Linked DNA regions of Mus musculus: region 2 is linked to region 1. Evidence: chromatin contacts called from public Micro-C data. All regions are on one chromosome and are shown on one strand. Each heading gives the region's core, a stretch centred on a gene start, on an enhancer-like site or on the middle of the called end of the contact. The rest is flanking DNA. Distances are from core to core; before and after follow the strand shown. Region 1 overlaps Myo5a (myosin VA). Region 2 has its middle 12 kb from the start of 4933433G15Rik.

Region 1 (4,373 bases), core at 1,054-3,553:
AAAAATTTAAGAGTGAAAAACCATAGAAAGTATGAACCAAATACAGAAAGCAGGTCCTGAGGTTGGTGGTGCGATCAGGATGCTTCTGAGGATGTGACAAGTGCCTTTAGTTCCACAGAATGAGCAGGGCTTGACTGGGACTGCCAGACAGACGGAAGAACAGTTATGACTCAGTGTGATGGAGTGGTGGGCTCTTTCTATCCTTTGTGCCACATGAGAGTCACAAAGATGACAAGTAGAGAATATGATAGATGGCCAGGATGAGCACATCATTTGTGGTTAAAATGGCTTAAAGGGAATTTTATCTTTGAAGTTCTGTTCCTCAGGTGCCTTGAGATGTGAGAGGGTGGCTGGAATGAACTCAGTGGTTGCTTTGGTCTCACTCACAGCTGGATCTCAAGCACCTGCAACTGCACCAGCACCTAGGCACACGCAATAAAACTTGCTGGATGATCAGACTAACTCACAGGACAACAGCAGTATGCTTCCATGGATTTTTTTCTCAAGGAGCATACCTTTTTTATATAGAAATGATTTTAAAAATCATGTTTCTTTATAATTATAATTCATATTTCCTGATTAATTTCTTTTTTTTTATTAGGTCGTGAGTTCTTTGAGGATACTCTACCACATTCCCTTTTGTAGCTCTAGTGGTAACAATTAGATTGTGTGTAGCAGGTATGTTGCTATTGCAGATGTGCCGCCCACATTAACTCATTCAGTTCTTAGAGACCATGTTTGAGAGGCACCATTATCATTCCCAGTGAGGATGTGGGAAAACTGAGGCATGGAGAGGCTCAGCACCACGCACATATTCTGAGCCTAGTAGGTAGGAGAGAGGCACAGGACTTGAATCAAGAAGCTGGCTCTAGAATCCTTGCTCTTAAGCACATGCTGTACTGACTAGGGCAGACTCTGGCATGTGTTAGCTGTTTGTTGAATGAATTTTCTCCCTTTGTAACTTACTGTTATGTTACTAGGAAAATTATTCCCATACATAGAAGAATTTTTCATTCCGCAGAGGTTAAGATTGTCAAAAGTAATTTTGATTATTTTCTCTAAAAACTCACCTGTAACTCTCTACCAGGTCACTAGCAATGGACATAAAATTTGACAAATGCTGTTAAAAAATGTTTAAGTACCTTCTAGTTCACCAATTTTTTTGGCAAAGACTTTCAGTTGTTTCTTCAGTTTCCGGACAGTTTTATCCTGCTTTTCAAGTTGTTCCATCAGATCCTAGGATCAAAATGAGAATTATGTCAGAAAGATGAGAACAGGCTCAGCACAGGCACAAAGGGCGCACAGATGGAATCACAGCAACACACTGTTAGTTTCACATAAAAGCTGCAGGTGGAGCCACCGCCTGGCTCAAACTGGCAGACAAAGGAGGTGCAGCTCCGGTGATGGCAAGGCTTTGACACTGCGGTGAGTGAAGGCAAGGCTGACACTGCAGTGAGCTCCTTACAGCTACAGCCTACAGCGTGATGGAAGCCTCCCAGCAGGCTCCTATGGAAACATCTCAGACTCACTGTCACTTGTGAGGGGGACTGGGCAAAGATGAGCTCTGATGAGTGCATACAAGGTCTGTGAGAGCTGAGGACAGCTGCACTTAGGAAAAGACTGACCCTCCGTGAGTAAAGCACAGCTATGCGTTACCTGTTCTAAACTCAGCCTTAACGCCTACGAAACATGAAGAAGTTGGGGAAACTAAAAGTAAGCTGAGCCAGGTGTTCTGGCATACACCATTAATTCAAGTACTCAGAAGGCAGTAGTGGGTGGATCTCTGTGAGTTCAAGGCCAGCCAGAGTTACATATAGAGACTGCCTTAAAAAAACAAGCCAAACAAAACCAAATCAAACAACAAAAAAGTAATAACAACAAAAGGATAAAGAACTTTCTGCTACATAGCATGAAGGTACATGACTATAACCCAAGTACCAGGAAGTCAGAGAGAATTCAAGGCCCGCCTGGGTTGTAGTGAAAGCTTGCCTCGGGGTGGGAGTGGGGTTCTGCTGGCATAAGACCCAAATGCCAGGTAATAAAAGATACCCACAAATCTTGCACAATATATATATTTAAAAAAAATGAAGTTTGAGTGCCTAATGTAAAATGTGAAAAAGAGAGAAAGAAAACCTGTGTTTTTAAATGGAAGGTAAGATACTGGCTTTATTTAGTAAAGAATTCTCTCCAAGGACAGGCAGTTAGATACTCAGGAAGAGGGAAGTGGGCATGACCAGACTAAGAAAGCTTCGAAAGGTCAGACATGAGTCAGTGGAGCTGGCTGGGGGTTGCCACTGAGTCTTAGAGAAGAACAGCATTTGATAATGCTGATTCATTCTCTAGCTTGCTCAGAACTGGGCTCAGACATCTGACTAGTGATTCTGAGGAAACAGCTGCTCACATTCCCAGTGCTGGGTTATGCTTCCTGAATTTGACTCTATCTTTGAAATCAATTGCTTCCATCACACTGTAAGCCTTGGGTTAACAACAAACCAAACACAGTGGACACGGGACACCAAAAGATAGCTGGCTAAAGATAGCTGTGGGGGGTGGGGGGAAGAGATTTTGTGAATATTTTTGAAGAGACCTCCTGGGCAGTGACAGACAGCAGTGTGCTCTTCAGTTAGAGAAGGCTAGAAGTAGCAGAGGACAACAGAAAAGCACTGTGTTTTACATACAATCATCCTTTTGTAAAGTGAAATCCGATAGGATTGATACTTCTTAGGGTCATCTGCATATAATTCCTCAAAATACTGAAAAAACAGGTACAATGGATATTTGTTTCTTGTGTCTTTGAGCAAGTGCTACCTCTCAGCAAAATTAACTTAAAAATACTTTAAAACACATGTAACGAAACTATATCTACTCACAGGTTCCAATTTGCCACCTGCTATTACCATGTATAGATGAGTCTCTATTTCACATGAACAGTGGAAATAGGTGATGGCCAGGATGTTGTCACTAGAACAGGGAACCATAGTGACCAGAGAAGGCTGACGTTTCAGTTCCCAGCATTTTACTGCTCCCTCACATGTGACTCTCTCAAGCTGCTGCTTGTCCAGTCACTATCAGAGCAGCAAGGGCAAGGAAGGCAATGACATAAAAAGGCAGGAAGGAGCACTGCTAGCACCCCGGTCCTGTTTGCAACTTGTGGAGCTGGTGAGAGGCAGCATGGGGAGACCTGTGAAGCCTGTGCACCTGAGGAGTAAGAAAGCCATTCCTATGTGTGCTGGTGTGTGTTCAGTGTGTGTGCGTGTGTGTTCATGTGCAGCAAAACTTCAGAAGCACTAAGCCCAGACGTGCTTACCTTAATATTCTGCTCAAGTGAATCCTAACAAATGTGTAATTAAAACTGAGAAAGAATATCCTTTCATACACTTGACTTTGATAATATTCTTCAAATTAGCAGTCAGTGTAACGAATGGCACAAGCAGATGATCTGCAAAGGATAGCCTAAAACAAACTAACCAGAGACTTCTATTTTGAGTGTAAGGTTTGTTCATTTCTGAGTTAGATACAAAATACTGATAGTACAGAAGAGTTATAAGGGTGAGCAACACTTGATTAACTTAGTGAACAAATTTAGAATCTGCCACCCAGAAACAAACCCATTTCACACACTGTCAGCATTTTAAGGCAATCACTCAGAAGCAAAGAATCTGTACACTGATCAGTCAGTATTATTCCACATATTTATCAATTAATCATCAACAGCATTGTTAGTCATATCAGCAAAGAGAGTAAAACATAACTTTTGAAGAACATTTTCTGACTCAGAAGCCGTCCCTATCAAGGTGCAGTTGCTCTGAAAGAGCACAGGCACCGTCCTTGCTCCTCCCCAACTCCTACCACGGAGCTTCATACACACAGTAGACTGGAAAGAAAACACTTTTTCCAATCTAGGTAAAATATGGGTGAACATATGGTGGTAGAGAACTATCTGTACTCTCAGTTATCACTAATGGAATTAGACCTTCAGAGAAATTCAGACACGTCTTACTGTGGATCTTAAAAGGTATTACTTTTTCATCTGTCACTAGAGAACAGATTTTATGCAAAAATGAATAATTATAATCTTTAACTGACTTTTATGCAATAAGTATATCTGTAAAATTTACATAGATGTAAATGTGATAAAGAAAAATATAGAAGATATTTTATTTTGGTTAAAAAAAATGGAAGGAATAAGAAAAAAGAAGGTCTTAGAGAGTCTGTGTGAGCATTCAGAATCTGGAAGGGGAACAGCAAAATCACCTTCCTCTTTACCATACAGGCTCTGCTTAAAACGAGAGAATGTGCCAAGTTCAATTCTAGTCCCTCTGCCCCGTTTTAGAAGCTCTGTATCCAGTGACAACACATAGCTCCTGCTTGAC
Region 2 (4,373 bases), core at 645-3,144, 230 kb before region 1:
AACAAATTAGTGTCATGTGTCACCTGCTATGAGTAGTGGCTTCTCTGATAGTTTGTCCAAAGGTGCATGACCCGATTCTGTGATAAAACTCCAGCTTTTGATTCTTTCTGTTTCTGTACCCTGGAAGATGGCATTCCATGGCACCTGAAGAGACCCAGGTATGGCAGGTGGTACAACTAATGGACTCGGTTCTGACCACACAGCTTCTACATTGCAAGATAAGCCTAAATTAAAATAAATCCTGCAAAAAGAAGTTGCCTATAGTCTTGAAAACTAGCCAGTAAAGTGCTTGCCTTGAAAGCATACAAAGATGAATTCGATCCCCAGGACCATGTAGAAAAGTCAGGCATAGTGGTGCCCACTTGTAATCTCAGAGCTGGAGATCCTGAGCCTTCCCCACTTGGAGAATTCCAGAGCAATGAGAGTGCACACACACACACACACACACAGGATACTATTGAGACCTGTGACAACTTCAATGGAGTCTGAAGATCAGCTGCAAACCTGTTAAATTCCCAATTTAGATGTTTTTTTTTTTCTGGAATTCTCTTGGGCGTTCTCATTAGTAAGAAAAACACATTACAGGGGCAACAGGGCGTCTTCAGAGCTTTGACTCTGCAGGAAGGAGCCTCTGAGTCAGAGCTTAGCATCCAGGATGTTTATGAGGGCGTGCCTTTGAAATGGACACCTGTGGAAGGGAAGAGAGGGAAGCAGGCTTGGGGAAGGAAACACAAGCTGTAAGGAAGGCCAGCAGCCTTAGCTGACCCATGAGGCTCTGAACTCCACTGCCTCTCAGCATTGCCCCAAACTGGACTGAGGAGGCTGGGCTTGTCATTGTGTCGTTTGTGTGTGCAAGTTCGCATGCTCATGTGTGCACGTCACATGTAGGTTGGGGGACCTCAGGTTTGTCCTTCAGGAGCCATTGACCTTATTGTTTTGATCTCTGTTTTTCTTTGGTTTTTCAAGACAGGGTTTCTTCTTGTAGTCCAGGTTCTCCTAGAACTTGTTCTGTAGACCAGGCTGGCCTCAGACTCAGACATCTCTGACTGCCTCTGGCTCCTGAGTGCTGGGATTAAAGGTGTGGGCCATCACCATCCAGCAAAAGTTCTCAAGAGACTTGTTTTGGCGTTTTGGTTTCTCTGTGTAGACCAGGCTGGCCTTGAGCTCAAAAATCCACCTGTCTCTGTCTCCCAAGTGCTGGGATTAAAGGCGAGTGCCACTCACTCCCACCCCTTAGTTTTTGAGATAGGTATCTCACTGGTTTGGAAGTCACCAAGTAGGATAGGCTGGTTGGTCAGTGTGTGTTGTGAGATCATCCTGTCTTACCATTATAAGCACACGCTCCCACACCTGCCCTTTTACATGGATTCTGAGGCTCAAAACCAGAAAGCAAGCTTGTTACCCACCAAGCCTGTTCCCTGGCCACACCTTAATCAGCTATTGAATGTGAAGGGTCCTGAAGATGAGGGTAATATTCCCCATGAGGCTGTTCCCCTTCTCTCTAGATACAGGCACAGAGAATGCCCAGGCGACAGCTACTGTTAGCTATTCAATGGGACTTGTGCTGTATCACCTGATGGTGAAAAAGGTGATCATCTCACTTCAGGAACCAGGTCCCTGAGCTCTGCAGAATCAGGACAGGAGTGGGAATGGGACCCAGGAATGCTAGCAGGTTTGCCCCTACTTCCATACTTTGCCTCCCAGGACCACGTATTCTCCCTGCATAGCATCATAATAAAAGGTTTTTATTCTTTGTCCCTATGCAACCTGGAAAAAGGCATTCCATCTCTGCAGAGTAAGGCACCAAAGCAGGTGCAGATGCAGCCTGTGAGCAATACAGACAGATTCCATAGCAGGGACTCACCATCATAGCTTCTTTGTTGCAAGTTGAATCCTCTGGTCTGATGCAATGCTCTGTGAGATTCAATGCTAGTGGAATATTCCAGAACCCCAGGGTGATGCCTGAGGGGTGAGACAATCAAAAACACTCACCCAAACACTTGTTCATTCCTGTTAGAATGAATCACTCACTAAAGAAGGATTCCAAAGTCTCCAGCTTGTGTTACCAAATGGTGTCTTAGGGGTGTGACACCATACCAGGAGTCCAGCACTGGTCTCTCACTCTCAAGCTGGACACAGGTAGAAGCAGTAACCGGTTAAGCTCTGGTAAGTAGGAGCCTGTGCTACTGAGCTAAGAAGAGCCTGACTCTGCCACACGCTCACTTCACTCACGGATCTGTTGTGCCAGCAATGGTGTGGTTGGTGACAAAGGCTGACTCAACTGGCTGTGTCATCTTATATCTACCATTTTGCTATTTCTGGGATCTGTGTGGCCTCTCTCTCGCCATTAATCCTTTCTTTGTGTTAAAAAAAAGTATTTTCAAGATGTGTGTGTGTATTTGTCAGGGTTCTCTAGGGTCACAGAACTTGTAGGTAGTCCCTATATAGTAAGGGAATTTGTTAATGACTTACAATCTGTAGTTCAACTTCCCAACAATGGTCAGTAGCAGCTCAGATTGGAAGTCTAAGGATCTAGCAGTTGCTCAGCCCCATAAGGCAAGCAGGAGAGGAGTCTTAAGAGTCTTCCTTCTTCCAATGTCCTTAGGTAGGTCTCCAGTAGAAGGTGTGGCCCAGATTAAAGGTGTGTACCACCATCCCTGGATCTGGGACTTGTATTGTCCCAGATGACCTTGAACTCGGAGATCTCCTCGCCTCAGTCTCCTAGGATTCATAGCCACCATGCCTCAAGATCTCCATGCCAAGATCAAGGTCAGAAACTTCTCTCAGTCTCAAGATCAGGATCACAGGCAAAATTTCTAATTCTGGATTGTAGTTCAGATGTAGTCAAGTTGACAACCAGGAACAGCCAGTACAGTGTGATAATACATGCCTATAATTTCAGTGCCCAGGAAGTAGAGGCAGGACAATGAGGAGTCCAAGATTATCCTTGGCTACATAGGAAGCTTGAAGCTAGCCTGAACTATTTCAGGGCTGGTGAGATGGATCAGAGGGTAAGAGCACTGACTGTTCTTCCTAAGTTCCTGAGTTCAAATCCCAGCAACCACATGGTCACTCAATGAGATCTGGTGCCCTCTTTTGGTGTGTCTGAAAAAAGCTACAGTGTACTTACATATAATAAATTAATCTTAAAAAAATAAAATAAAAAAGGTGAGGGGACTGAAGAGATGGCTGAGGAGTAAAGACTGCTCCTCTTGAAAAGGCCCAGAGTTTGGTTTCTAGCACCTTGGTCGGTGGGGGACCTGACAGCTGACCTCTGTGGGCACCAGTGTTCATTATGCACAGACATAGACAACTACAAATACATCTTTTTTTTTAAGCGAATAAAAAGATACTTTCAAACTATCGTTTTAATTGCTTGTCTTGTATTAAAGGCTATCTGTGCTCTCTCTAACACACATGGTACCTATGGTCTTGCCAGTGAGTGGGCCAGCTCCAATCCCCATCTGCTCTCTGACTTATCAGATCTCCTCTGGCTCCAACTGTGTGAGTTTGGATTTTTCAGGAAGCAAACCGAGACAGATTTTAGTGCTCAGGATATTTTATTAGAGAGAACTTTGGAATCAACATCTGTGGATGGGAGGGAGGGGAAGGAAACAGGATTGAGCAGGAAGGGTTGGAATGAGGGCAGACTGATGGCCTGAGCTAACCCCACCAAGGAGCCCTTAAACAGAAAGGCCCCATTACTACCCTGTGCAGGGCAACTTCCCTGGCTCTAATTTTGCTGTGACTTGTCAATGGATTTGGGCCACTAGAAAAGGTGTATCTTGCCGGGCAGTGGTGGCACACGCCTTTAATCCCAGCACTTGGGAGGCAGAGGCAGGCAGATTTCTGGATTTCTGAGTACGAGGCCAGCCTGGTCTACAGAGTGAGTTCCAGGTCAGCCAGGGCTATACAGAGAAACCCTGTCTCGAAAACCCAAAAAAAAAAAAAAAAAAAAAAAAAAGGTGTATCTCTCCACAGATGAGACTAACTCTAAAGGAAATGACTGTGACAGCCATGTACAACCAGGGCCCAGACAGCTCAAAGGAAAAGTTAGCCAGTGGTCTGGATACCCACCACAGGGGTCGGGCCAGCAACTTATTCTCTAATTGTTCAGGTGAAAACTCACATTTGACTGGTAGCAAAACAGTGTAGCACTCATGGAGGGGAAATATCATTATGCTATGTGTGATCAGTTTTTCCTCATTTCTTTTTATATTTATGTGCATGAGTGTTTTTTTTTCTTTTGTTTTGTTTTGTTTTTCAAGACAGGATTTCTCTGTGTAGCCCTGGCTGTCCTGGAACTCACTTTGTAGACCAGGCTGGCCTCAAACTCAGACATCTGCCTGCCTCTGCCTCCCAAGTGCTGGGAT

Evidence for each region. A called contact is a pair of places that touch in the nucleus more often than the background predicts.
Region 2: a Micro-C map of muscle stem cells shows a contact between it and region 1, with 5 times the contacts expected there. The contact joins two enhancer-like sites. A contact is called at or near these places in 5 of 484 Hi-C or Micro-C datasets (the HPC-7 cell line, adipose-derived mesenchymal stem cells, cortical neurons and 2 more) and 1 of 115 datasets of contacts at active chromatin or transcription factors (bone marrow-derived macrophages).

Annotation. Positions count from the first base shown.
Region 1 is chr9:75,194,506-75,198,878 of GRCm38.p6, reverse strand. Myo5a (myosin VA) reads right to left here. Exons shown (of 41, transcript NM_010864.2): 32 at 2,679-2,753; 33 at 1,143-1,236. Among named protein-coding and RNA genes, the nearest start is that of Myo5c, 35 kb to the left of the region's middle. Within about 2 kb of position 2,303, at least 162 of the 459 cell types and tissues checked have an H3K27ac peak or open chromatin away from gene starts, as enhancers often do. A contact at or near this core is called in adipose-derived mesenchymal stem cells, bone marrow-derived macrophages, embryonic fibroblasts and 1 more, where this site is marked.
Region 2 is chr9:75,420,177-75,424,549 of GRCm38.p6, reverse strand. No RefSeq gene overlaps it. Among named protein-coding and RNA genes, the nearest start is that of 4933433G15Rik, 12 kb to the right of the region's middle. Within about 2 kb of position 1,894, at least 88 of the 459 cell types and tissues checked have an H3K27ac peak or open chromatin away from gene starts, as enhancers often do. A contact at or near this core is called in adipose-derived mesenchymal stem cells, bone marrow-derived macrophages, embryonic fibroblasts and 1 more, where this site is marked.